Regions from separate parts of the Ovis aries genome. Here region 2 is linked to region 1. Evidence: chromatin contacts called from public Hi-C data. All regions are on one chromosome and are shown on one strand. Each heading gives the region's core, a stretch centred on a gene start, on an enhancer-like site or on the middle of the called end of the contact. The rest is flanking DNA. Distances are from core to core; before and after follow the strand shown.

The links. A called contact is a pair of places that touch in the nucleus more often than the background predicts.
Region 2: a contact with region 1 is called in a Hi-C map of tail adipose tissue, with 7 times the contacts expected there. The contact joins two enhancer-like sites. A contact is called at or near these places in 11 of 16 Hi-C or Micro-C datasets (blood, hypothalamus, liver and 5 more).

Annotation. Positions count from the first base shown.
Region 1 is chr8:47,129,355-47,136,932 of ARS-UI_Ramb_v3.0, reverse strand. No RefSeq gene overlaps it. Among named protein-coding and RNA genes, the nearest start is that of MAP3K7, 99 kb to the right of the region's middle. Within about 2 kb of position 3,537, at least 4 of the 54 cell types and tissues checked have an H3K27ac peak or open chromatin away from gene starts, as enhancers often do.
Region 2 is chr8:47,688,809-47,696,386 of ARS-UI_Ramb_v3.0, reverse strand. It overlaps BACH2 (BTB domain and CNC homolog 2), which reads right to left. Exons shown (of 7, transcript XM_060419566.1): 6 at 1,510-1,716. Among named protein-coding and RNA genes, the nearest start is that of GJA10, 40 kb to the left of the region's middle. Within about 2 kb of position 3,621, at least 21 of the 54 cell types and tissues checked have an H3K27ac peak or open chromatin away from gene starts, as enhancers often do.

The sequences.
Region 1 (7,578 bases), core at 2,288-4,787:
TCCTGAGAATTATTAAAAGAATCAATGATTAAGGCTCTGCAGAACCTCCCTCTCTCCCTCCCCACGGAGCGCCCCACTCAGAGAAAGCACAGGTGACCTAAAGAAGGTCGCAGCACAGCTCAGATGCAGAGAAGAAGTGGATTTCCCAAGCCGGCCTGGGAACCTAAGCACTGTAGCTCACTGGTTTTATGTGTAAATATATTTCGAATTTCAAATGGGACTAATATACGTGTATGTGCCTGTGTGCTCACTCACAAAGTCACGTCTGACTCTTTCTGACCCCCTCCAGGCTCCCCTGTCCTTCGGATTTTCCGAGCAAGAATATAGGAGTGGGTTGCCATTTCCTCCTCCAGGGGACCTTCCCAGCCCAGGGATCGAACCCAGGTTCTCTGCCTTGGCAGGTTGGATTCTTTACCAGTGAGCCACCAGGGAAGCCCAAGATACACGTAACCTTTCGGAATACAGTCAGTTAGCAACTTATAGACTATTGGCTTCTGCACTAGTGTCCAGAGCCTGAATTAGCTGACTCAGTTCAGGACCACTTGGGAGAGCTACAGAACACCATGTAGTTTAAGACTCTTCTACACAGTCTTCTGGGGTTGAGAAGAAGGGGTTTTCTGGACTTTTCAGGAAGCACCTCTGTCTCCTCTCTACCCTAGACATGGTTTCTTTGCATTTCTCCCTGTCCCCCTTTCACTCTCTCTAGCAGTATGAAAGGAGGATGAGCAGCCAGCTTGGAGGAGGGGGTTGGCAGGAGGCTGCAGATGCAGAAGCCCAGAGGCTGCAGCAACAGTGAAGGACAGAGGTGGGAAGTACCGGCTGCTAGTAGGAGCCATCTTCAAAGGTCAGGCTGCCTGCTATTTGCAAATCCATTCTCTGCTATGCTCCCAGCTGCACCAGGCACTTGCAAAAATCTATACTCACCCATTTTGGAAAGGTTGAGGGGTCCTCCCAGAGTTGGAAGTGATACCTCTGTTATTCAAAGGGTATGAGTTACACCGTGAACACATTTGGTTCAAGTTTCGTCTTGAAACCTTCTTCTCTACACCGTCTCACGTCCCATTAGCTGATCGCGCTCCTGAGCATGAACGATTCTGTGCGGCTGCCCTTTGGGTGGTGGATGTTGGAAAAAATACAGCGTGCTAATCCCACACACCTGCTTTCAATTCTGCCCACATGGATTTGGAGTAGGAGGTCTGTTCACTCTGATTCTTTCTACACAGTTTTCAAAACCTGCATTTTTCCATGCTAACACATCTCTGCTTGTTGGCACCTGAGTTTACACACACACACACACACACACACACACACACACACACACACACACACACACCCACCCCTTGTGTTCCACACACTTTATTTTCTCAGAGAGTCAGCGAGTGTGACAGAGGCTGACCACTAGATGGCAGTATATGAAATACTCCTAACTTGCTCAGGGGAGGAAAAGTTTGAGGACCACCCAGAGATGGAGTTCTAGATTTTAATCTGCAACTTTTTTATAAAGAAGAAGAAAAGAGGAGTACTCTGTAGGTATGTCAAGTTTTTATTTTTCGAGGGAACATTATTAAGATATAAATCAACTTCCATGTCTTCCTAAGAGAAACATTTTAACCATAAACAGGAAGGGCAGAATCTCAAAATTAGGGGTTATCTTCTCTGTAATAAATGTTGATTAAAAAAAAAAAACTCACCACATTGTCCTTGAGTGCTCATTTTCATGCAAACCAGTGAAAGAGTCATCATGATCAAGACTTTAGGAAATAAACCTAGAGGAAAGCGTGCCATTTCTGAGTGAAGTCAGGATTTTGCCCTGTCTCATCTCCAGACAGACACGCCAGGGAGCTCGTGTGCTTGCACCGGTGCTGGCTTAAGCGCTGTCCAGCCATTTGCCTGATAGTCTAGACCGCCTCTGTCTTTGCCTGTACCAGGCCAATCTCACCTTAGGGGTGGGCCTGTCCAGCTGAACCTCAGCTAAGCCAGGCCTGTGCGGACTTCCTGCCCATCCCAGCTGGTGGGCATCTTGGCATCTTGCTCTACTCCGAAGGATCTGCACTAGAACATGGGGCCTCACCTGTGAGTCCGCTTGTGTGACAGATGTGAAGTGAGACCCTATACATAGTTCAAGGACATGATAAGCACTCACATCTGTTTATTGTTGGTTGTTTAGTCGCCAAGTTGTGTACGACTCTTTTGCAGCTCCATGGACTGCAGCCTGTCAGGCTCCTCTGTCCATGGGACTCTCCAGGCAAGAATACTAGAGTAGGTTGTCATTTCCTTCTCCAGGAGATCTTCCTGACCCAGGGATCAAACCCATATCTCCTGCTGCTGCTGCTGCTGCTGCTAAGTCACTTCAGTCGTGTCCGACTCTGTGACCCCATAGATGGCAGCCCACCAGGCTCCCCTGTCCCTGGGATTCTCCAGGCAAGAACATTGACCTCTGAGCTACCAGGGAAACCTGCTAACTACTCACAGATGGACACAAATGTTAGGTTTTTTCAATCAGAGACCTTCACTCAAATTCCATGGCTTGCGTAAATAATTTCTCAGTCTCTTCATTGGAAGATCGGGATCATGTTAACATTTGCCTCTGTTAGCCATTGTCAGAGTAAAGGAGGTAACCTATAGGAAGTGTATACACAGAACTTTCTGTGAGTTCAATGCTGCTGCTACTGCTAAGTCACTTCAGTCGTGTTCGATTCTGTGTGACACCATAGACGGCAGCCCCCCAGGCTCCCCCGTCCCTGGGATTCTCTAGGCAAGAACACTGGAGTGGGTTGCCATTTCCTTCTCCAATGCATGAAAGTGAAAAGTGAAAGTGAAGTCTCTCAGTCGTGTCCGACTCTTAGCGACCCCATGGACTGCAGCCTTCCAAGCTCCTCTGTCCATGGGATTTTCCAGGCAAGAGTACTGGAGTGGGGTGCCATTGCCTTCTCCCATATGCAGTAACTATTTTTTTTTTTTTTTAGATTTGATATGGACAATTTTTAAAGTCTTTACTGAATTTGTTACAATATTGCTTTTGTTTTATGGTTTGGTTTCTTGGACACCAGGCATGTGGGATCTTAGCTCCTCAACCAGGAATTGAACCTGAACTCCTTTCCTTGGAAGGCAAAGTCTTAACCACTGGAGCACCAGGGAACTCCCTATTAACTAACATTAATAGCATAATTAATTTTTGTGCAGGATGCTCCTTTCTAGAAGCAGGCAGGCTGGGTCACCCCCCCAAAGATACCTTTCTTTGCAATGAGAATATTTACTGTATTTTGGGAGAAATAAGCTCAGCACCTCCGAATCTCCAATTTCCTATTATTAATGGCACTTACTCTGTAACCAGTCGCAACGGAAAGCGACCAAGATGCTACATAGCCTGAGAATTGGTTTCGGGACACAGAGAAGGAGACCTGGAATTTTCCTTCTAGGATCCTAGGCAGCCCTGCTTACTCAGAAGGATGACAATTACTTGGCATTCAAAGGGCGGACAGCCCCGTTAAGCGTCTCCCTCATTCACTAATTCTACATAATTCAGTAGAAGATCCCACAGCAGGTATCTCTACGCAAATAGAGCAGCCTCTGGTGAGACTGGAGAGCACAGAGAAAACTCCAGATAAGCAGACACACTGAAACCGATACCACGACCCTAGAGCTGCGGAATGATTCACCCTAGACTGGCGTAGGAAACTTCGCTTGTCACCACCCTGGGTCGTCCATGATAAGAAGGCCCTGGAAGGCTGTGCTTGCACTGCCACCTCCTGGTTATCAAAAGCAAGACAGTCTGGGAAGGATTCGGGACCTCACAGTCAGACAGACCCACCTGTGTCATGATTACCGAGACCCAACATCGTCCTCACAGAAATTTTATAATATGAACATTTTATTCACAGATTTACAACCTAGTTACATAATGCAGTTTGATTTGATTTGATCACTCCCCTAAAGCAATGAAATGCTGTGAGATTCACGGTAGGGACAAAAACCCCTGCCTAGGAGTCTAAAGGCTCACTCGAGTCACTAGCTCACTGTTCCACTTCGGGGAAATGCCTAAAATCTCCCATTTTCTCTTAGAAAAATGGAAGCTAACAATATGCAGGGTTTAGGTGACTGAGGTTTGAGTATGAAGCTCCTTTATAAATTGTATGGTTTTCTTCCCTTTCTATTAATAGCATCTTGTTCCCTCTTCCCCAGGATTCTGCTTCTAGCCCTCAAAGCCCACGCTTGTTCATTCGTTCAGTCCTATCAGACTCTTTGTGACCCCATGGACTGCAGAACGCCAGACTTCCCTGTCCTTCACCATCTCCCGGAGTTAGCTCAAACTCACGTCAGTCGAATCAATGATGCCATCCAACCATCTTCAAGTGTTTAGTGCTCATAGGGGATATTTAGAAATATGCAAACATGTTTTAAAAATCTAAGCTTGTTTGTAAACTTTCCATAATAGCTTGTTGTCTTTAACTAGTAGTCCAGGACAGTGAATTCTCACTCATTCCCTGGATAGTCCTTGCCTGAAGGTCACAGGCTAGATTTCACACCTATCTTATGTTTTGTGTTTCTGCAGCCCAGGTTCCATCCCTGTTTGCTGAATGGATTTTAGTAAAGAAGTTTAGTCTGTTCAAACATCTTTAATATGAATAGAAGGTCATTCCCCAGCAGCGCTAAGACATGTTTCCGGGTAATGTGTTTCTCATAGTTGGGCAGAAGATCTTTACTGATAGGCAGCAGGAGGAAGGAGCAAGTGTACCATGAGCCTCTGCAGGCAAAGGGTTCTGCAGACTCGTCCCTGCTTACTTGTTAGTATTTTAGCAGATGCTCACACCACACCAGCTCTGTGTATAGGAACTATCTACATAGGAACGTTTAACTGGCTTCCTTGGCCCAAACTCCACTGGCAATAGATAAAGTCCCTTCTTACACAATCCTCCACCTTAAAAGCAAAGATTCATTCTGTATTTAATCTCTGGGAGCTTGTGGTTTTCCATGTGGCTGGATATAAGGGTCATTACTAGCTCCCATCTACTCCCCCGTCTTTCTCACCACTCTACTACCATACAAGCTAGAGATTGCCAGCTTTAGATTTTATTTTATACAGAGCTTTAATGCGGAGAAGGTGATGGCACCCCACTCCAGCACTCTTGCCTGGAAAATCCCATGGATGGAGGAGCCTGGTAGGCTGCAGTCCATGGGGTCGCTAAGAGTCGGACACGACTGAGTGACTTCACTTTCACTTTTCACTTTCATGCATCGCAGAAGGAAATGGCAACCCATTCCAGTGTCCTTGCCTGGAGAATCCCAGGGATGGGGGATCCTGGTGGGCTGCCGTCTGTGGGGTCGCACAGAGTCGGACACGACTGAATCGACTTGGCAGCAGTAGCATCAGAGCTTTAATGATGGAACAGAATGAAGAGATCATTGACCTTCTTTGCCCAGCACAGCAGCCACTGGCCACATGTGGCTATCTAAATTGAAACTAATTAAAATTAAATAATAAATTTAAAAAGATCATTTCTCACAGCCACTAGCCATATTTCAAGGGCTTAATGGCCGCTTTTCGAGCTTAGTCGCTCAGTCATGTCTGATTCTTGCAAGACCCTTGGGCTTTAGCCTGTCAGGCTTCTCTGTCCATGGGATTTTTCAGGCAAGAATACTGGAGTGGGTTGCCATTACCTCCTCCAGGGGATCTTCTTGACGGGATCAAACCCACATCTCCTGTGTCTGCTGCATTACCTAGAGGATTCTTTACCAGCTGAGGCATTGGGGAAGCCCTCCCAGGTGGTGCTACAAGTAAAGAAATTGCTTGCCAATGCAGAAGACACAGGAGATGTGGGTTTGACTCTTGGGTCAGGAAGATCTTCTGGAGAAGGAAATGGTAACCCACTCCAGTATTCTTGCCTGGAAAATTCCATGGACCGAGGAGGCTGGGGGGCTGCAGTCCATGGGACTGCAGTGAGTCGGACAGGACTGAGTGAGAGAACACATGAGCACACAGGGGTCCCTTGTGGCTAATGGCTACCATGTTCAAAGCTCAGAAGTGGGAGTTTCCATTATCACAGAATTTCTATCAGGTAGTGCTGATAGACAAAAGCACTGATTTTGAAGAAATTATACCCTTCACTCAAGGGCTGGATGAAACCCAGTTTTCCACACTCAAAAGCTACTAGTCCTCTTTGGAAGAAACCAGGTCAGGCAGTGTGCAGAGCCAAGAAGGATGAGTCACAGGAGATGAGGCTCTATCGTGACTCAGGGCACGGGTCAGGCAAGCCCAGAGGCGGGACGTATGTCATCCTTGTCTGTATCTCCATGCCAGGACCAGAGACTGCATTGTGCCAAAGGAAATAAGAGGAGCCAGGGGTAGCCTGAGTAGCTGGGTATGAAGCTGAAGGACAATTAGGGAAGACCGAATAACTTGAATCAAGATCTCCAGTAAGAAGAGGGTGTCCCTTGCCAGCTTTGCACTCTGTGTCGTCCTAGCCTTCCAGACTGATGCTCTGCTTACTGAGATGCACAACACCATTCTGAAATTGTTTAAGTTTGCCTTAGTTCATATCCTAGGAACCTAGGTAATGAATTTCAACCCACTGAGTAAACACAGGCAACCTATAGGTTAAAAGTTTACTTCAGTTTTGTTTTTAGTAGCTATAGAGCTGAGCCATGGAAGGAGTATAGGATGGGAACTCAGAAGCCCTGGGTTAACCTCCATCATTCCTTGATCCTGGAATGATCACTTAACCTCAGTACTCTCATCTGTAAAATGGGACAACAGCAAAGATCTCTTGTCAGGATTGTTGAGGCGATCAAAGGAGGTAATCAATATTTAAGACAATTCTGGGCAAAAACAGAATTGTACAGGTGGGGATTATTTATTATCTTTCTTATTGTTCCCTCATTTGGCACCTCTTTCACAGCAGTTACGGTTCTGAATTCTTGGTGGCCACATTACCTTAGTTTTACAGGATGTACGGATTTCCCTCCACGATGTACCGTGTTTAAACAATCCATTGTTGTTTGGTAGCTCAGTTGTACCCGACTCTTTGCGATCCCATGGACTGCAGCATGCCAGACTTCTGTGCTCTTCACCATCTCCTGGAGTTTGCTCAAACTCAAGTCTATTGAGTTGATGATGCCATCCAACCATCTCATCCTCTGTCGTCCCCTTCTCCTCCTTTCTTCAATCTTTTCCTGCATTAACAATCGATGGATCTAACTAATGTCCTTATTGGAAGATGATGCAGTCACAGCTATGTGGTTTTGTGATCTGGCAAAGAAGAGTTGAATGGTTCAATTAGCTCCTTGAGGAGATACATGGTGCTTGAGATATGCCAAATAAGCAGCAGGCGACCTCCGTGAGGAGAAGAGGAGTCGGTCGACTTCTCTCGAAGACACGGCTTCCTGCAGAGCCAGTTGCAGAGCGCAGTTTTCCTCTTGCTCTTTCCCAACAGCAGTGCTCAGGGGGAATAAACTTTACTTAACCTAATTAATTTTAATCACAGCTTTCAAATCTCATACTGTGAAAAGAATTACAAATTGGAATACATTAATAGAAGCCATAGTTTATGCTGTAAGCTAATCATGAAATGTTCATTTACA
Region 2 (7,578 bases), core at 2,372-4,871, 560 kb before region 1:
ACGACTGAGTGACTGAGCTGAACTCAACCTGAACTCTCAAATGTCTTATCTTGCCCTTAGGTTCTCATCAGGACACTGGCTTACCATGAGGCTAAGGAGTGTCATGTATAGCCTGAGGACTCAAACTCAGGTCTTGACCACAGTACGTGGCCTCCCTCTTCTTCAGGATGCCACAGACATGGCACCTGGGATGAATTTCTAGGATTGGGCCAGCAGGAAGGATGAGCTGAATGAGGCTGTACTGACTGCCTTCAAGGGTACAGTCAGGAACCAGAGGCCACTTGGATTTACTTCCTGTAGCTTAAGGTTGCTGATCCCGAAGGGAATGTAGACTACTGAGTGAGGGGGAGGCTTGAAAGATCAGAGAACAGTTCCAGAGACAAAAGACTCCCAGGCACAGGAAAAGGTGACAACCACTCTGAGGCAGAAGTGCAGAATTCAGGACCCCCGCGCTGCTGAAGGGCTTCAGGAGATCAGGTGGCTGAGGGGCCCCTGGTGGCAGGCCGGCGTCCTGCCCCTAACCTACACCTCCGTGGGAGGCAGGAGAAAGCAGTGCAATAACAAGATCTGGGATCAGACAACCAGACTTGCATTCAAGCTCCATCACATGGTGGGGAGTTACCAACCCTCTCTGCACTCTGGTTTCCTCCTCTGTGAATGGAGATAAAGTAGTACTTAAATCACAGGGCTGATGTGAGGATTACATGGGACATCTACTGAAAGAGACCAGAATAATACCTGGTCCACATATGCAGCAATAAATGTTAGCTCTCGACTCATGCTGAATGGAAAAGAAGAAGAATTATCTCTATGGGAGGGAAGGAATGGTAGTTTCAGGTTAGCAGAGGCAAGCTATTATACATAGGATGGATGAACAACAAGGTCCTAGTATATGGCACAGGGAACTACATTCAATATCCTATGACAAACCATAATGGAAAAGAATACGAAAAAGCATATGCATATAACTGAGTCACCTTGCTGTACAAAAGAAGCTAACACAACACTGTAAATCAATTAGACTTCAAAAAAAAAAAAATCAGCTCTATACGAATGTCAAAGTGAAAGCCACTCAATGTTGTCCGACTCTTTGCGACCCCATGGACTATACAGTCCGTGGCATTCTCCAGGCCAGAATACTGGAGTGGGTAGCCTTTCCCTTCTGCAGGTGATGTTCCCAACACAGGGATCGAATGCATTGCAGGAAGATTCTTTACCAGCTGAGCCACCAGGGAAGGTTGGTGGTTTGAGCATACCCAGGGACGACTGCCCCTGTGATCTACACAAATGGCTAAGATATAAAATACTGACACACAATCACACAGCCGCACAGACACACATATATTACACGTGTAAAGCTATTATTTTTTGTTAAGAATTCCTTTAAAAATCAATGCAAATGTCCCTGAATGGTGGCCTTTCTCTTTGCCTGTCTGGCCTTTGCTACTCAAAGTCGGTATCAGTCTTGGTCATTCCAGGTTGCTGACAACACAGGGCGGGCTGACTCACCAGTTTGCGGATTTCACATTCTAAGTTCTGAATACAGTCCAGCTTCCTCTTGCGGCAGCGCTGGGCAGCGATGCGGTTTTTGCTGCGCCGGCGGACGTCGTGAATGAACTCTAACTGCTCTGACGTCAGCTTGTGCATCTTGATCATCATCTGGAAGTCATTCCTTGGAAGGTCTGTGATTTGATCGACAGGAAATGGAAGTTTGACCTGCAACCAAGAATAACAGAACATGATTACGGCAGCTGGATTTTATAGTTTTCATTCTGGCGAGTGGAACATCAAAAAATGGTAAAATCTCCTTTTTAATGATGACCAAGTACTATGAAAACGACTGAAGCAAGCAGTGATGATTCTTTCCTGTTTCAAATACAAATAAGATGAAATATTCAGACAGTCAAACAGAATGTGAACACACACATATTATGATGTGGTTATCATTCCTGAGATCTTAGAAGCAAACAGCATGGAAACAATGGAAAATGTATACACTGTCACGACCACAGCACTTTTGTAAGCAGGGCTCTACAATTAGTTGAAACCCACTCCCACTGAGCCTCAACTCAGTGAAGTAACAATTTATAGACAGACATCATCTGAGGAATCATCTAAAACCCTTGAATTAAGAGAGCCCTGTACACCTTGGAGATGCTGGAAAGATGAAACAGTCAGTGTGATTTGCAGTTACAGCAACATAAGGGAGACAGACATAGGGAGAGAAACTGGCGAGGCTACATCATTGTGACCTAGGAGTTAGAACTGGCTTTTAGTCCTTCCTGCCAGACAGGAGACCTCAGGCTGGTCACCATACTTTTCTGAGTCTCAGTTTCCTCATCTGCAAAATGGGGCATGTTTTTTAGCTGCACAGTGCTATTATATACCCATGAGGCACTATGGATTTTTGGAAAATAAAATGGCCCACGCTCTCACATTTTCTTTTACAATGTGATGCTGACCTTCCCCTGTCAAAAGGTGGAATGCATGTTCTTGCCTTTTGACCAATACAATGAAGCGGGAGTAATCCATGTAACTTCTGACGTGACATCATAAAAGCTGTACAGTATCTTCTTAGGCCTCTTAGACCAGGGCCAACCTCCAGGCTGTGGACCAGTACCTCCTGACAGTTCAGCGACAGCATTTGATTAGAAATAAAAGGCTCTCTTTAGGACACCTTGTGGAGAAGCCCAGGTAGAGAGGAACTGAGGTCTCCAGCCAACAGCCAGAATCACCTCATCAGTCCCATGAATGAGCCACCTTGGATGAGGATCCTCCAGCCCAGGCAAACCTCCAGGGGTTGCCTCCTGCCAACATCCGACTTAAACCCCATGAGATACTCTGAGCCAAGCATGCTCAGTTCAGCCACTTCTGAATTCCAGACCCACAGAAACAATGAGAGATGTTAAACGATTGTTTGAAGCTTCATTGTTTGAAGCTACAAAGTTTTGGGGTGATTCGTTGCATGGGTATGTGCCAAGTCTCTTCAGCTGTGTCCGACTCTTCGACCCTATGGACCACAGACCACCAGGCTTCTCTGTCCGTGGGATTCTCCTGGCAAGGACACTGGAGAGGGTCGCCATGCCCTCCTCCAGGGGTTCTTCCCCACCCAGGGCTCGAACCTACATCTCTTACATCTCCTGCATTCGCAGGCAGGTTCTTTACCACTAGTGTCACCTGGGAAGCCCTGGGAGGATTTGTTACACAGCAACAAATAATTAATGCAGACACTGTTTTCAGCAAGAGTCTCACTTTCAAATTCTTGCAAATCAAGGAAAAGGTGAACATCCTCCAAAGAAAGAACACTAGTCATTTTAGAGATGCTTTAGAGTCCTAATGCTTCTTTAGCATTTAGCAGAGAACCCATGTTCTCTCAAGCTTCCTCAGCATCCACAAGATAGAGAACACAGACCGGCACCTTCCAGCAGTCTGCCACTACCCCCTTCAGGACTCTCTATGAGGCAGAGACTTCAGGAGTCAGCTCTGGGCCTGTCCAGAAGCTTCTGGAAGTAGAAGGTTGAGTGTTGCTTGGCCAAGACAGTGTTTCCCAGCTCAGGGGCTGAGCTCCTGCTTAACCTGAGCATCTGCTTTGGATACACCAGCAGATGGCGCTATAAACCTAAACTTCGTTCAGGCACTAGCCCAGCGCTGTCCAATGCAAACAACGCGAGCTGCCAGTGGGATTCTTACGCCTTCTAGTAGGAAGTGAAAAGAAACAGGTGACACTAATTTTAATAATATATTGAATAGGACCCAATGTAGCTAAAATATTATCAACAGTAATCAGCATAAAAGTAATGAGATATTTCACTTTTGGGGGGGATACCGCATTTTAAAAACCCAAGGTGCATTTTATACTTGGGTGTGCCTCACCATTCAGACTAGCCTCATTCCCAGGGCTCAGTAGCCATATCCGGCGTGTGCCTCCTGTACTGGACAGCATAGCTTTAGCAGACGGAACAAGTCGACTAGAGTGAACTTGGATAACCAGAGGAACAGACAGGCCACTCTGGGTTTAATTGATCAAAATCCTTTTGGTGAAGAAATGGCCCTACAGAACCTACAGGGTTATGTCTGGGCCGTTCAGGGGAGTGAGAGGAAGATCTTTAATCCTGAGCTCAGGCTTTTGCTTTGGTTGCATCAGAGGTAGGCAGACCCTGAGTGAGTCTGGACTCTGGCATTTGTGGTTACTTAATCCCTTGGCACAAAGGCAATCCTACTAAATGATCATTTGCCTTCCTGCGGCTGGGTGTGACAGCTCAGTCAGGTTACTTCATAGCTCTGAGCCTGTGAGACGTGGCATTTGCTGAAGGCTCCCGATGGGTGCTCTGATTGAACCTCCAAAGGGCAACCTCTGTCCCATGACACCTGTCCAGTGCTGGCTCAGGAGGGCAGAAATCCCCACAGTCCACATAACAGCACAGTCGGCTCAGCCCTGCTCCAACCGCTAATGACGGGCGGTCAGCACAAACAGCTCCTTGTTATGGGCCCGGCAAAGGGCTTTGTCCACGGGCTGTGTTTGCACAGGGCTTATAATGATACGAAAGAATGTTTGATTTCCCTTTTATATGCCTTGGATAACAAACAGACTCAGATCCTGGACAGTACTTACACAGCACAGAGGTCTGTCTGTTGGGCACATGGATGTCCCCACACCAGGCAGCAGGCATGTTTTCACAACAGGGGTGACGATGCTTTGGGCCTCACGGCATCTCCCCCTCTGCTGACAACAAAGCAATTCTGCTGATGCTCTACACAGTGTTTGCTTATTTTCAGACAGAATATATACCTATGGCTCAGGCCACAGGGAAAGTCACAAGGCCTTCTATACCAAGGGCTACTGTATTTAACATTCTCTAGACAGCCTATATATATATATATATATATATATATATATATATATACCCACTATGGTAACAGCACCGAGGTTGACAGGAAAGAGGAAAAATCAACAAAATCAAAGTCCTTGAAGCAGAAGGCCATGTAATTTTTCAGCAGAGCTGTTGCAACTCAAGCTGCTCTGCAGAGGTTGGAGGAAAATTGTCCACTATAGACTTTCTTCCATGTGAAAAAAATCCTCCCAGCCCCAACTACTCTGGTCTCTTTCTAAAGTGTGCTGCGACCCCTCGAGCAAGGGAGGGCTTCCCCTAACTACCAAAGGGAAGCCCCTGACGTTGTTCTTGGAAAGGTGTGGCAGAAACCTTACCACAGCTATTTGCTAATTTTAGGGTAGGAAGTTCCAAACTGACAGGCATCTTCCCTGGAGATAAATGTCAGCCACAGACCCACTGAGGGGCTGGGAAAACGTTCCTTTCCCAGGCTGGCAGGCACCCACCTATTCCTCAAATGGGCTCAAAAGTCAGCTAAAGTGACTTGGCCTTGGACACTGAGAAGCCTGAGGCCCTCCTGCCTTTCTTCCAGCAAACTTTTCTAACCCAAATAGACCCAATAGGGCTTCACATCTTATTTACTGTCCCTCCACCCACTGATTCCTCCAGAATTTCAGTTCTCGGAGGTGACAGTTTTCATTCCCCAGACCCTCACAAATAGTGAGGTGACGGGACGCAAAGTCCAGCGAACCAGCAGCATCACCTGTTAAGCGGCCAGCCTGCAGCTACATTCAGTGATCCGTCATGCATGAGGTTCAGCATAGAGGCACAGAAAGCTGACCAGGTTGTTTAGAAGGGTGAGGGCCCAAGGGGTCCAGGGAGCCCATGGTCTCTTTAGACAGGTGGTGCCCCAGCTTGGCTTCTCAGTGGAGACTCACTCTGAGTGTCAGGGGCATCTTGGCTTGTCTCATTCTCTAAGGACCATGGTGGAGGATGTTTTCACCCGGGACTCTGGGCTGGGTCAATATTAATCAGAGGAGGGGATTTCACTCCTGGGGGCTCCAGCTCTGGAGCCGATGGTGAAATGAGTGGCCTCTGCAGTGCAGGTAACCTCTGGCCCCAAGGGCTGACAAAAAGTGGGAAAAGGCTGTGACATTTGGACAGTGAATGAAGCTTAAATATTCCTCCTCAGGGGCCCCACCATGGGATGCTGCCAGCTAGACCCCAGGGGCTGGCACTTCTTTCTCACCAGACAGAAATCAGCTGTTCCCTTTCTCTCTCCTGCCAACACCTACCCTGGTTCTACCGCCCAAACAACATCCCCTCTCTTCCAGTGAAACAAAAATATCATTTAAGAATTGTATGAGAAATATAACTTCTAGCAGCAAATTCAATTATGAGATCAAAGAAGAGAAAAGAATTCCCACTCCCAAACACCAGCTCTCCTGGGCTTCCCTGTGACCTTTGCCACCCGGCGCGCTTGTTACAGGCTGGTGATCAGCCGGTACTCTGGCTACCTCACCTCGCCATGCCTCTCAATACACATCTCACTTGCCTGATGTCTTTGGTGTGCTGGATGGGAGCTACTGGAGAGGCAGGACAGAGATGCAAATGTTGCAGAAAAAGGCGAAAAGAAGCACCTCTTTCGTCTAGAGATCCCAACTAGAAGCACCAGCCCCTGGGGTCAAGCTTCAATCCTATCTCCTTTCTTGGTTTCACTATTAGATGCTGAGCAGAAGCTGCAGGAATTGGATCCTGGGAGAAGGCAATGGCACCCGACTCCAGTACTCTTGTCTGGAAACTCCCATGGATGGAGGAGCCTGGTGGGCTGCAGTCCTTGGGGTCGCTAAGAGTCAGAATCGGACACGACTGAGGGACCTCACTTTCACTTTTCACTTTCAGGCATTGGAGAAGGAAATGGCAATCCACTCCAGTGTTCTTGCCTGGAGAATCCCAGGGACGGGGGAGCCTGGTGGGCTGCCGTCTATGGGATCAGACACAGTCGGACACAAATGAAGCGACATAGCAGCAGCAGCAGCAGTACCCTGAGGATCTTAACAGTGCAGTCATTTCTCCAAAACCTGTAACATTTATGTTCTTCTTTAAAAAAAGTTTCTAGCTGTGCCACGGGGCATGTGAAATACAGTTCTCTGACCAGGGGTCAAACCCACACCCCTGCATTGGAAGCCCAGAGTCTTAACCACTGAACCTCCAGGGAAGTCCCTAACACTAATGCTCTCAAAAGCCCCTCAGATTCCTGTGAGCTGTCCAGGGATCTGATGCCCTGTGGGCTCATGATTCCAGTCCTCTTTGAATGAGGACAGCCGGCTTTGAGCCGGGCAGATGCCAAAGACAAAACCTCCTCTGCCAAAGACAAGCTTCTCATACAACTGTCCTTCTAAGCTCTAATCTTGCGGTCCAGTTTCTGGAACAAACATAGGACATCTAGAATTTAGTTGTGATGCTACAATTACTGAGTCGTGTGATCCCAGGCAAGTCTTTTCCTTCTCTGTCCTGAAGTTCTTTGAGGATCTGGGAGTCAGAGGGATCCAACATCTGTCCTACTTAGCTTACAGGGTTGCCATGAAGAAAAAAGTTGGATAACAACTGGAGAAAGTGCTTTGAAAAGTTGGAATTGCCTTATAATTATGAAGTGTTGCTAATATTAGTAGTAGCTGTAGCAGTAGCATTAGGGTTTCAGTTTGTCCACCATCTTTCTTTGTCACAAAGTTTCTTCTTTCGGTCATAC